Linked DNA regions of Mus musculus: all the other regions are linked to region 3. Evidence: chromatin contacts called from public Hi-C and HiChIP or PLAC-seq data. All regions are on one chromosome and are shown on one strand. The core of a region is the stretch at or near the end of the contact, and the rest is flanking DNA. Distances in the headings are between cores, read along the strand shown. Region 1 overlaps Tet2 (tet methylcytosine dioxygenase 2). Region 2 overlaps Ppa2 (pyrophosphatase (inorganic) 2). Region 3 has its middle 110 kb from the start of Tet2.

Region 1 (4,263 bases), core at 413-2,912, 69 kb after region 3:
TGAAAATGACCCTGAGAATCCACCTTACACCAATCAGAATGGCTAAGATCAAAACCTCAGGTGACAACACATGTTGGGAGAGGATGTGGAGAAAAAGGAACATTCCTCCATTGCTGGTGGGATTGCAAACTGGCTCAACCACTCTGGAAATCCATCTGGAGTTTCCTCAAAAAAATTGGAAATAGATCTACCTGAAGACCCAGCAATACCACTCTTGGGAGTATACCCAAAAGATGTCCCACCATGCTACAGGGGCACATGCTCCACTATGTTCATAGTGGCCTTGTTTGTGATAGCCAGAAGCTTGAAACAACCCAGATGTCCCACAATGGAAGAATGGGTACAGAAAATGCAGTTCATTTACACAATGGAATACTACTCAGCTATTAAGAATGAGGACATCCTGAGGCAAATGGATGGAACTAGAAAACATCATCCTGAGTGAGGTAACTCAGACCCAAAAGGACATGCATGGTATGTACTCGCTAATAAGTAGATATTAGCCAAAACCAAAAAGTACAGAATACCCAAGATACAGTCCACAGAACTCAAAAAGGTCAACAAGCTGAAATGCCCAAGTGAGGACACCTCAGTCCACCTGGGAGGGAGAAGAAAGAAATCACAATGGGGGAGGAAAGGAAGGAGAGAGAGAGTGACTTGGGAGGGAAAGTAGACAGGAAACGGGAGTGGGGGGTATGATTTGGTATTGGGAGGGGGGAAAGGACCAAAGACCTGAGGGCCAGCAGAAAGAATGGAAACAGGCAACAGAGGTTGGGGGGGGATAGACCTTCCAGAATATACCAGAGACCTGGGAAGTGAGAGACTCTCAGGACTCAAAGGGAAGGACCTTAGATCAAATGTCCAACAGTAGGGAGAGGGAACTTATGGAGCCCACCTCCAGCAGAAAGACAGGTCATTGAGTGAGGGATGGGGTTGCCATCCCAGTCAAAACTCTGACCCATAATTGTTCCTGTCTGAAAGAACTGCAGGGATGGAAATGGAGAGGAGCCAGAGGAAAAGAAGGTCCAGCGACAGGCCCAAAGTAGGGTCCAACTCAAGGGGTGGTCCCAAGGCCTGACTGTTACTGAGGCTATGGAGCACTCACAAAAAGGGACCTAGCATGACTGCAACTAGGATGCAGACTGGCAGCAGTGGTATAGAGAGCAGTGTAGACCTGACTGGCCTAGAACTTCTATGGTCAAAACTAACCTGCTTTAGTCTTCCAAGTGCCTTGATTACAGGAAAACACCACACCATTTAATTCCCATAGCTTCTATACCCGGGTAGAACATCTGGTGCCAGGGGAAGAGCCCAGGCCTAAGACAGTCCCCTATTAGATGCCAGTTGAAAGCCTTACTATGCTTCTGACCAATAGGCCACAATTTCCTTGGGTTTGACTCATTTCTCAGAGAGCTCACAAAACTCAAGAGCACTGTATAAACCACAAGGCATTCTATAAACCAATTTTCCATTAAGAAACTGTAAGAAGGAAAGAGAGGTATGGAAGAAAAGAGGTGTAGAAAGAAGAGAGAGAGAGAGAGAGCTTGAAGCTCCCTTACCTGCTTTGGGAGATCACACACACTTCAGTGTCTTCCACACACACTCCGCTGGGGCATGCTGGAGGACACTGTCCTTTACGGGCTCCTATAAAACTTGCAAGTGTAATCAATGCTAATGAGCTGGGTGGAGATCAGGGAGGTGCCTTAACATTCTGGGCCTCTCCCACCTCCCTCGGGCTGGGTGGCCGTCGTCGTCACACTCAAGAAAGTCCAGTTTCTCCGACCTACCCTAGGGACAATAAACTCAGCCTGCTATGGGGAGTTACAAGCTAGACGCAAATTTAAAAACTGACATATCTCATAATGTCACTGAATGTAAGGGAAAAGGAAATTTCAACCAAAACGAGAACACAAATATATTACTCAACAGTAGAACAGCATGTTTGGAAATAATTTGCTTGGCATTATATAAATGAATTATATACTTGCGTGTCACCCTGCCAAAGGAATTAGCATGCAGCATGGCTGTAGGTAGAAAATATGCCCTCAAGTGCAAGCACATGCATGCAAAGATACGAAGAGACATCCACCCACGACACACATAGACACACAGATTCAGACACAGTGACACAGAGAGACAGACATATAGACACACCTGCATAGGAAGGCACACAAGAAAAAAATTTTTATATATATACTTTGAAAGAAGTGAATGTCAAAAAGAAAAATCACAGGGATGGGGTTGCCATCCCACAGTCAAAAACTCTGACGCAGAATTGTTCCTGTCTAAAAGAACTGCAGGAACAAAAATGGAGAAGAGACTGAGGGAGAGGATGTCCAGTGACAGGCCCAAATTGGGACCCATCTCAAGGGGAGACTCCAAGGCCTGACACTATTGCTGATGCTATGGTGTGCTTACAAACAGGATCCTAGCATGGCTGCCCTCTGAGAAGCCCAAGAAGGAGCTGAATGAGTCAGATACAGATATTTACACTCAACCAATGGTCTGAAGTTGGGGACCCCTGTGGTTGAGTTAGGGAAAAGCTGGAAGAAGCTAAGGAGGAGGGCAACCCCATAAGAAGACCAGCAGTTTCAACTAACTTGAACCCCTGAGATCTCTCACTCAGCCACCAACCAAGCAGCTGGTCTGAGGTTCCCAACACATGCACAGCAGAGGACTTCCTGGTCTGACCTCAGTGAGAGAAGAGGCACATAACCCTCACTTGGTGGGGTGGGACTTGGTGTGAGGACATCCTCTTGGAGATGGGGCGGGTAGGGGATGAGGAATAGTCAGAGGGTGGACTGGGAGGGGGATAAAGTCTGGACTGTAAAAAAAAAAAAGATAAAAGAATTTTAAAAAAATGAAGAAGGAGGATTTTGAATTTGAGCCTTGGGCTCAAAAGCAGGGAAGGATGGGGATGATGACTGACAGACAACAGACAGACAGATGGGAATATTAATGAATAAATGACTCATTTGCCCCTGTGCTGGGATTACAGGTATGTGCCACCACACAGCTAGCTACCCAGTTCCCTTTTTGTCGTTGTCATTGTTGTTGTTGTTGTTGTTTTCCAGACAGGGTTTCTCTGTGTAGCCCTGGCTGTCCTGGAACTCACTCTGTAGACCATGCTGGCCTCAAACTCAGAAATCAGCCTGCCTCTGCCTCCCAAGTGCTGGGATTAAAGGCGTGTGCCACCACTGCCTGGTTTACCCAGTTCCCTTTTAAAAGAACATTATAGTGTCCAGTGGGCATGGGGGGGGGGTGCATGAATTTACTCTGGGAGGCAGAGGTAGGCAACTCTGTTAGTTCATAGTAAGTTCCAGGCCAGCCAGGGTTTCATAGTAAGACCCTGTGTATATGTGTATGTGGGGAGGGGGAACATTTAGGAAGGGCAAAATGAGTAGGCTAGCTCATTTTGTATGTCAGCACTAACCAAATTGGTGTAAGTACACTCCTGTCCCCACTTGAGGTTCAGAGCTACAAACATGGCTGCATTTGGACACAATTTAGAAGGCCTGGATCTGCTTTCCCTGGTTGTAATCCTGTTTTGTCTCAATCAACTTTAATTTTTGTTTTAGACTAAATTGGCCTTATTCTAGGTTAACAAAGATATAGAGATTTCTGTTTCCTTTTCTAAGAAACTTTATTTTAAAAAAAAAAAAGCCTTTGAAATAAGTACCTGAAAATAGTGATGAGCACGGCACATCTTAAAGTGCATGGAATATTCTACTTAGTTTTATTCTCAGAGAAAGGAGAACCAAAATAAAATTTAGGCATTCCAAGTCACAAAAGCACAAAAGAGAGCTAAGGGCACTGTACTCACCCTGATGTTATCACTAGACAGTTAAGGGCCAGAAGATCAGCAATTGAAATGCATCTTCAGATACGCAGCCCCAGCCTAGATCAAAAGAGATACTACCTCAAAAGACCACAACAAAAGCAAACAGCCCCATAAAAACCCTAAATCTGCAATGGGTAGAGCTGGAGAAGGTCAAGTTGATTGAGATAACCAGAGAGACAACTGTCATGTGTTCTCTCTGCCTAGGCCCCATCTCCAAACCTGCAGATGTGAGTACAGATCATGGAGCAAGTACAGAAACCAGGGAAGTAAGAAGGGACCGTTGCTGGTATGGAGGGGAGTGGGGGATAACAGGGTCCATGTGGTCTAACCAGAGAAATGAGAAAGAGGCGCTTTAATTAGGGAGGAGAAAGAGAGGGACAGGGAAGCTGGGACTAAAGAAATGACTCAATGGTTAGGAGTGC
Region 2 (3,862 bases), core at 976-3,475, 100 kb before region 3:
TTTCTTACATGGTACTTGTTAATTAGTAATGAGAATTGACTTAATTTACTTTAAAACACCTTTGAACATTAAGTTGAGATGCAGGTATTTGTTTGAGCCGTGATAGGTTTAAAATCTGTTCTTTGCATACCGGGCTAATGGTTTTACCCCTCTGTGTGCCTGCCTTCCCCTGTGATTCCCAGATTGCCACAGAGGAGCCACTCAATCCCATTAAGCAAGATATAAAGAACGGAAAGCTACGCTACACACCGAACATCTTCCCTCACAAGGGCTATATATGGAATTACGGGGCCCTCCCTCAGGTAACATCCTTGTTATCGCGGCAAACTTTTATGCCTTCTACAGAAACCACCTTGTGAGTGCTGGGAACTCCCTGAATTGAACTTCGCTCCTAGCACATACCAGTTTCAGGGATTTATGGATTTAATTTTTTCTTAATGTGGCATTTACTTGTCCCAGTAAACTTTACTTCAAACCACACAGATCATCACTACGCGAGTTCTTGGAGACAGGCTTAGAAGATTGACAGCTGACATTTGAATGCATCCCTCTTTGTGGGCTTAGCTGATGTCAATGAAGAATTTTCAGCAAGTCTCTATCTAACCTTTAAGTGTGCTTTTTATACATTTCTCTATGACAAGATGGGTTTTATTTGTAATAAACCTAAAAATTGCGTTAAGTTACGGCTGGAGCTCAGGGTTGTAAGTCCAGAGTTCTGACTGGAAGGCCATGAGGTGGAAGCCAGCGTATGCCAGGGCCTTGTTCTGCCTCTGTAGAGCTACGCCGCCATTTCTGGCCCTTCCTACCTATCTGTCAAGTTCTTCACTCTCTGAAGTAGCAATTCTTCCTGATTGTGTACTGAGTGAATCTCTACATGTCGGAGCCAAACTCTGGGTTACAAAGACCTAAAAAACGCGTTTTTTTGTTTTGTTTTTTTTTCTTGTTATAAACTCCACTCTGTCATCAGCTGTGTAGAAATGTAATGTTTGTATTTCTATGTATTAATTTTTAATTACATGAAAATGTACGTGGGGGACCCTGGAGGAAGTAGGGACAGCTGAGAAAAACAGATGCCGGGTTAGGATAAACAGTCCTGAGAAAAGGAAGAGCAACATTGTTCTCCAGAGAGCCAGCCTCCCTTTGATGCAGCCAGACCACCCGCGTGGATGCAGGCTTGGGTAAAACTGGCACTCTGGAAATGGTGATTAGAAATGAGAGTGTTCAAGCCATGAGGGCACCCGCCTCGACTTCTTGGGTTTCTAAGTAGATGGTTCTCTTGGACCGAAGGGCGAGAGGTTGAAAACAGCTTAGGGGATTGTAGGAGAGGAGACCACATGGCTGAAAGGGGGGGAGGGGGGCAGAGAAGCTACTGATGAGCAGCAAAAACAGAGATAGGCAAAGCTGAGCAGTTCAGGAATAAGCTAATATCCATCGCTGAGCTGCTTCCTAGGGGTGATGTGCTAGGACACGGATGTGCACAGATGAGAGTCAGGCACGAGGTTCAGCAGAGTGATGGATGACTGAGCAGTGAGCTCGAGAGCCTGGCTGTCACACCACAGCCAGCAGTGTGACCTTGAACAAGATGCTCCACCTGTAAAGTGGAGACCGTGAATATCTACCCCCCGTGGCTGTGCTGAGGTACACGCAAGACTGTTTCATTAGACATGTGTGATGGACAGCGTTCCATGACCACTAGCAATTTTTCTGTCTGGAGGATTAGTGCTCAGTATAGAAGTTTCTTCCTAATGCTGCGACCCTTTAATACAGTTCCTAATGTTGTGGTCATTGCTACATCATGACTGTAAGTTTGCTACTATTTGGAATTGTAATGTAAATATCTGTTATGCAGGACATCTGATATGTGACACCTGTGGGGGTCGAAATCCACAGGTTGAGAACCTCTGGCTTTGTATCATTTCTTCCTTTTCCAAAGTTATTTACAGTTTGATTAGAGCCATTGACCACTAAGTCAGTGGTTACAATGTAGCGTGACGAGTGCCACTCACTAGCTTACTGATTCTGTCATTTTATTTCATTCAGAAAATAATAAGGCAAAGCTGGGTGTGGCAGCCCTGTCCCTGTCATTCCAGCGCCTGGGAGGCTGAGGCAAGAGGGTTACTGCCAGTTGGAAGCTGGCCTAGGTTATTTATACCAAGACCTGGTCTCAGCCCTATCCCGCCCCTCAAAAAGTTTAGCAAACTAACAAAACGCAGATCTACTAGTGAGACAGGAAGGGGTGCCAGATCATGACTGAAAACGAAAGGAGGATCTTTCTGTGGTTTTCTATTTAAAGACCAGGTGCCTCTTTTTCTTTTTCTTTCTTTTTTTTTTTTATACTGCTCTGGGTGTGTCTGAATTTTCAGGGTGTTCTTATCTGCCCTGCTTTGATTCTGTGACGTACAGTTGCCCTTTCCTGATTCAACTAAGCTGAACTGGACCTGTCTCTTAATTTTCTGTATGCTGTGCATTAACTAAGTTTCATGCTTCATCCTACATCCAAAATAATGTCTCAAAAATAAAGATCTGGCCAGGCGTGGTGGCACACACCTTTAATCCCAGCGCTTGGGAGGCCTAGGCAGGTAGTTCTCTGTAAGTTTGAGGGCAGCCTGGTCTACATAGAGAGCTCTAGGACAGCCAAGACTACACAGAGAGACCATCTCTACAGCAGAAAGGTCTGGTGATGTTTTTCCATGCGAGAACCTTTCTCTGGTTTCTTATTGGTAAGAGGATAAAGTCTGAAACTCTTAACCTGTCCCTTGCCCTACCTGACTGTCCCGTAGTCAGGGTTTCTATTCCTGCACAAACATCGTGACCAAGAAGCAGTAGGGGAGGAAAGGGTTTATTCGGCTTACACTTCCATACTGCTGTTCATCACTAAAGGAAGTCAGGACTGGAACTCAAGCAGGTCATAAAACAGGAGCTGATGCAGAGGCCATGGAGGGATGTTCTTTACTGGCTTGCTTCCCCTGGCTTACTCAGCCTGCTTTCTTATAGAACCCAAGACTACCAGCCCAGAGATGGCCCCACCCACAAGGGGCCTTTCCCCCTTGATCACTAATTGAGAAAATGCCTTACAGCTGGATCTCATGGAGGCATTTCCTCAACTGAAGCTCCTTTCTCTGTGATAACCCTAGCCTGTGTCAAGTTGACACAAAACCAGCCAGAAAACTGACTCTCCCCATGGCTCACTGGAAGACTCCCCCTTTTCTCTACTTCTTCTCCCGGAGACTGCCCAGCGTTGTAATCTCCAGGCCTCCACAGTACCTCTTCATTCAGCACACACTCCCTGGGGCTTCATACTTGCCAGAGCGTTCCTACCGGATGAGAAGCCAAGATCAAAGTCATGAAATTCTTTGGGAATTTTTAATCCACACGAAAAGTCAGACAGTCAACAGAGTGAAATGGCAGATGGGAAAAATATGAAAGAAGGTGCTGGAGAGATGGCTCAGCGGTTCAGAACACTGGCTGCTTCCAGGAGACTCAGAGTCAATTCTCAGCAACCACACGGTGACTCACAACCATCTGTAACTCCCAAGTCTCAGGGGGTCCAGACCCCTCTTATGATCTCCTGGGACACCAGCCACACTTACATATGTGTAGACTAAACACTCCTACACATAAATAAACAACATTAATCTTGAAGAAAGAATGTAAGAGAAGAGTAGAGCAGGGGATTGGGCTGTGGGGGTGTCAGGGGTGTTTCCATTCAGACAGCAAGAAGATCCCATGACTTGGCATTGTCTGAAAAAAGACCTCAGAGAAACAAGGGAGGAGGTAGGGCAGGCATTCAGAGGCGAGGCACCGTAGTGGTACGCAGTGCCCGGGAGGGGTATGAGCGAGTACACAGTGAGCTAAGAGGGGG
Region 3 (3,868 bases), core at 792-3,291:
CTGAGCACCTAGGCATGATGACATTGGGCCTCAGAAAGACAGGTGCAAACCCCAGGTGCTTGTTCAGCAAGTGTTTCCCGGACAAACATAGACCTTCATGGGCCATGACCTGCCACGCAGAGAAGTTTCCACTTCGCACCATGAAACAAACTACTAAATTGTTCGTAGACTGGGAGTCGGATCTGGGGAAATCAAATCAGGCAGGTGCCATTGCCATTAACCCATGTCCCAGCTCAACAGAGAAGAGAACTCCAGGGGTCTGTAAGCCTCTGTTTTATAGGTAAAGTTGGCCCCTGGATCTGGAAGAGCATCCTTACCCTGAAGGCAGGCACAAATGTCCCCACACAAATAAGTTGAAAATGTCTGTGCCTTTCTCTGTTGGACTTATCTAGGTGACATGCCAAGAGGAGAAGATGTGGTGTCTCTGAGGTCATTGCTGAATGTTATAGGAAATTGGACATGGTGGCTCATGTCTGTTATTTCTGAACTTAGGGGCCAAGGCAAGAGGATCATCAGTGGTCCAAGGTCAATTCAGGCTACACAGTGACCTTGAGGCTGGACTGTGCTATAGAACAACCTCCTTCTAACAAAACTGAAATGTTCCAGGTGGTTAGGAATCCAGTCGAGCAGTGTTCAGATCAATGTGTGTTTCCATCCACCTCTTCCTCTTTCCCTCATTACAAATTATTTTCCTAGTATGGAAAAATATAAAAATGAGAACTCAAGAATTTCACACTGTGAGTTGCTTTCATCTAGACTACTAAAACCTTGGTTTGCTTTTGGTTCTTCTTTGGTGGTGGGGGCAGGGTCAAGAAGACATAGGGGGTTTTGCTTGTCATTGGAAATGAAATATCTATCTAAAATAAGAACTTCATTCTCATTTGTCATGTCATTCAATCTTGCTAATTAAAATCTGTAAGCATGTCTTTATTATTGTATTTTCCACCTCAGGCAGAACATTAGGGTTAAGAGTTGTTCAAGTGAGGGCCTGGAAGAGCCAGTTTCAAGCAGGTCTGCCTGTCTGCCAAGCTGTCAGCATCCTCAGAGAAAGGCTCTTGTTTCCTGTAGCAGGGTTCAAAAGTATTCTCCGCTGGACTCAAACACTAAACAACGCCTAAACTTCAGGTGTTTTTAACCTTCCCAATGCTACAACCATTTAACACAGTTCCTCATGCTATACTGACTCCCAATCATAAAATTTTTCCACTGCTACTTCATAGCCATAATATTGCTACTGTTATGAATCATAATGTAAATATCTGTTATACAGGATATCTGTTATGTAACCCCCAAAAAGGGTTGAGACCCACAGGTTGACCTAAAAAACTTCTGACCTAAAGAGATGATTTACCCAACAATTTGGCCACAACCAGATGTAGAAACATCTTTGAACAGTGAAGCAAGCACAAAGGCGAACAGAGGAGAGAGGGAACTAGAAATGCTGCCTTTGCCCTGGGGAAGCCAGGAAGTTAAACATTTCTTCATTGGGAAGGAACTTGTCCTGTGTGTCCTCTCTCTGCCTGCTTTTCCAATGTAGGTCCGGGCACACTGGACCAGAGGGATGACTCTAAGTCTAGATTGAACCTCTTGAAACTTAAAGGCAGAAGGAAACCTGCCATCCTGCCTCCAGCCCCATGAGAATGCTGGTGATATTTGAGTAGCCAGAAGATCATCGTAGACAAAAGTGCTTCTACTCTTCTGTTTCCTGGCCCAGGGCTTCCCCCTTGCCCTCCTAGCAATGGACCCATTTCTAGGATCAACCATGTTCTATTGCGTCATTTTTTTTTCTGTTCCATTTGGCTAACAGTGACTCAGAACAGTTGAACAACCCCCTTTTCTCTGAACAATCTGAAGCTCATCCTGCAAGCAGTTTCTCTCTGCCCCTTCATTCTGGGTAGCCCTGGGGTTTCCCCTTTTCTTGAATTCTAGTAATGAATGGTTGCCGAGAAAGCAGGTGATTCGATGCTGTCATGAACCGAACTATGGGTAAGAAGCCCTGTGACATCAGCTGCTGCTCAGTGCTTGCGGCCAGCACTCTGTCATCTGTAGCATCATGGTGCAGTGTTCTCCACTGATGCTTTTCAGAGTCAGAGAAACACAGGGTCTTAGAGGCACATGTGATACATGCTCAAAATGCATGCTCGTTCCTTTAAAAACACTTTTTAAAAATTGGACAGTTTTTATTTATATAAGCAACATTTCTCTCTCTCATCCCCTACTCTCTCCCATTAACACCCTCCTTCTTACCAAGTCCTTTCCTACTGTCATGTCTTCCTTTTGTGTGTGCAACACTGATTTTAATAAAAGTTACCTTCTTGAGCATGAGTGAGGGGTTATTTTAGTAAACAAGGTCGATTTATTAGTGACTACACCACTAAAGACAGAACCACCCCCTTGCGAATTCTGTTTGGGGCCTTTTTTCTTACTAAGATTTTTCTCACTGACCCAAATCCCTTTTGCCAGGGGACAGAGAAATGAATAGTGGGTGGTAAATATTATCTGGTTCATGTATGTAGCCGGGACACGACCCACAGGACCATGATGATGGTTCTAGGTGAGGTGAATTTGCCCAGGTCCACCCAGAACACACTGTAGGTATTGGACAGCTGACGGCTGGGGACGTAGCTCAGTGGTGGAGCTTCAGCTCAGTATGTGAGAGATGCTGAGGTTCAGTCTTGAGACCAAGAAAGAAATAAAAACCAGCTGAATGCTGTAGACCCTCTGGGTCCCTGTGTCTGCGTGGAATGGGTCTCTCGACGCAGGTGGGCAAAGTGTGGATGAATGACAAACAGACACACACAGGAGAGGTTGTGTGGAATCTGAGTGTAATTTTCGAATTGAGCTTCAGACTTTTTATGCAGAGGACAATAAGGAAGTTGGGTGACATATTCATATTTGCAAGGTACAATTGAGGTAACGGGAATGTTACATAAAACAGAGGAATGCAAACACAAAAGGTCTAATGGGAACCACCTGGGATAGAATACATTGATAACAGCTGGGATCAACAAGGGCTCCACCTAAGATTCACTAATCTTAGAAGCCAGGGTCAAGGGCTTCGCGCCCTTGCCATAGTTCCTATTTTAGTCTCTTGTATAGTCCACCTTCCCCTTAGGCCATTGTAAATACATGTGTATGGGTGTAACTCTGCTATAGTTCTAAGTATCTATTCTGATTTCTCCTTTGGTCTGAAACTTCCTTCTTCCTTAGTGAGGGTAAATTCCTGTGTAAGGGAGTGACTTAGCTTTTACAATCTTACTGAATTCCAAGCCCTTGATCTTGGTCAAGGACATTCTAGGACTGTTGGAACACTGGCGGAAGGCTTTAGCCATGTCAGAATTCAATTTTAAAAAGCACTTATAATAGGAAAATACTGAAAGAGAGCACGTGGATCCATACACTAGACTAACATGGTAATGGAACGCGGGAATGAAAAATTAATGTATGGGTAGAGAATGCTAGACTCCAGGAGGAGAGCTTCCTTGAAACTCTTTTGCCTCATGAGTGACTTTTAAGCCTTTCGGCTTGTCCAGCTGACTGACCGGAGAGCATAGCAGCTGAACAGAAACTGACTTTCTGGGCTCCGATGGGTCAGTCAGAGTCTTCTCTCAAAAAAAAAAGAAAAAGAAACTCCTAACTCCCTTGATTCCTGCCAGGCTTTGAAATCATTTGTTTTCAGTGCTTTGATCTTCAGATCTTAATCTTAAAGTTATTTAAATTCCATACCCTAGTTTTCTCAACTATATATTGGAGATAATAATAAATAATAATAATAATAATTCTTACTTGTAGTTAGAGAAGATCCAGAAATTTAAATATGAAAAGCTCCCACCTATATCAGTGTTTGACCCACAGCAAATCCTCTATA

The links. A called contact is a pair of places that touch in the nucleus more often than the background predicts. HiChIP or PLAC-seq counts read pairs in DNA pulled down with a chosen protein or histone mark.
Region 1: a Hi-C map of Th1 cells shows a contact between it and region 3, with 2.7 times the contacts expected there. The contact joins two enhancer-like sites. A contact is called at or near these places in 1 of 15 datasets of contacts at CTCF or cohesin (CD8 T cells), 3 of 484 Hi-C or Micro-C datasets (Th1 cells, cranial neural crest and nephron progenitors) and 2 of 115 datasets of contacts at active chromatin or transcription factors (CD8 T cells and embryonic stem cells).
Region 2: an H3K27ac HiChIP or PLAC-seq map of regulatory T cell precursor shows a contact between it and region 3, with 2.4 times the contacts expected there. The contact joins two enhancer-like sites. A contact is called at or near these places in 2 of 484 Hi-C or Micro-C datasets (both in cortical neurons), 4 of 115 datasets of contacts at active chromatin or transcription factors (CD8 T cells, embryonic stem cells, regulatory T cell precursor and 1 more) and 1 of 9 other capture datasets (adipose tissue).

The regions. Positions count from the first base shown.
Region 1 is chr3:133,505,054-133,509,316 of GRCm38.p6, forward strand. The region is part of intron 2 of Tet2 (tet methylcytosine dioxygenase 2); the gene reads right to left. Among named protein-coding and RNA genes, the nearest start is that of Tet2, 37 kb to the right of the region's middle. Within about 2 kb of position 1,663, at least 25 of the 459 cell types and tissues checked have an H3K27ac peak or open chromatin away from gene starts, as enhancers often do. A contact at or near this core is called in Th1 cells, where this site is marked.
Region 2 is chr3:133,330,211-133,334,072 of GRCm38.p6, forward strand. Ppa2 (pyrophosphatase (inorganic) 2) reads left to right here. Exons shown (of 12, transcript NM_146141.2): 5 at 183-302. Among named protein-coding and RNA genes, the nearest start is that of Ppa2, 22 kb to the left of the region's middle. Within about 2 kb of position 2,226, at least 76 of the 459 cell types and tissues checked have an H3K27ac peak or open chromatin away from gene starts, as enhancers often do. A contact at or near this core is called in CD8 T cells, regulatory T cell precursor and thymic regulatory T cells, where this site is marked.
Region 3 is chr3:133,435,255-133,439,122 of GRCm38.p6, forward strand. No RefSeq gene overlaps it. Among named protein-coding and RNA genes, the nearest start is that of Tet2, 110 kb to the right of the region's middle. Within about 2 kb of position 2,042, at least 34 of the 459 cell types and tissues checked have an H3K27ac peak or open chromatin away from gene starts, as enhancers often do. A contact at or near this core is called in CD8 T cells, Th1 cells, regulatory T cell precursor and 1 more, where this site is marked.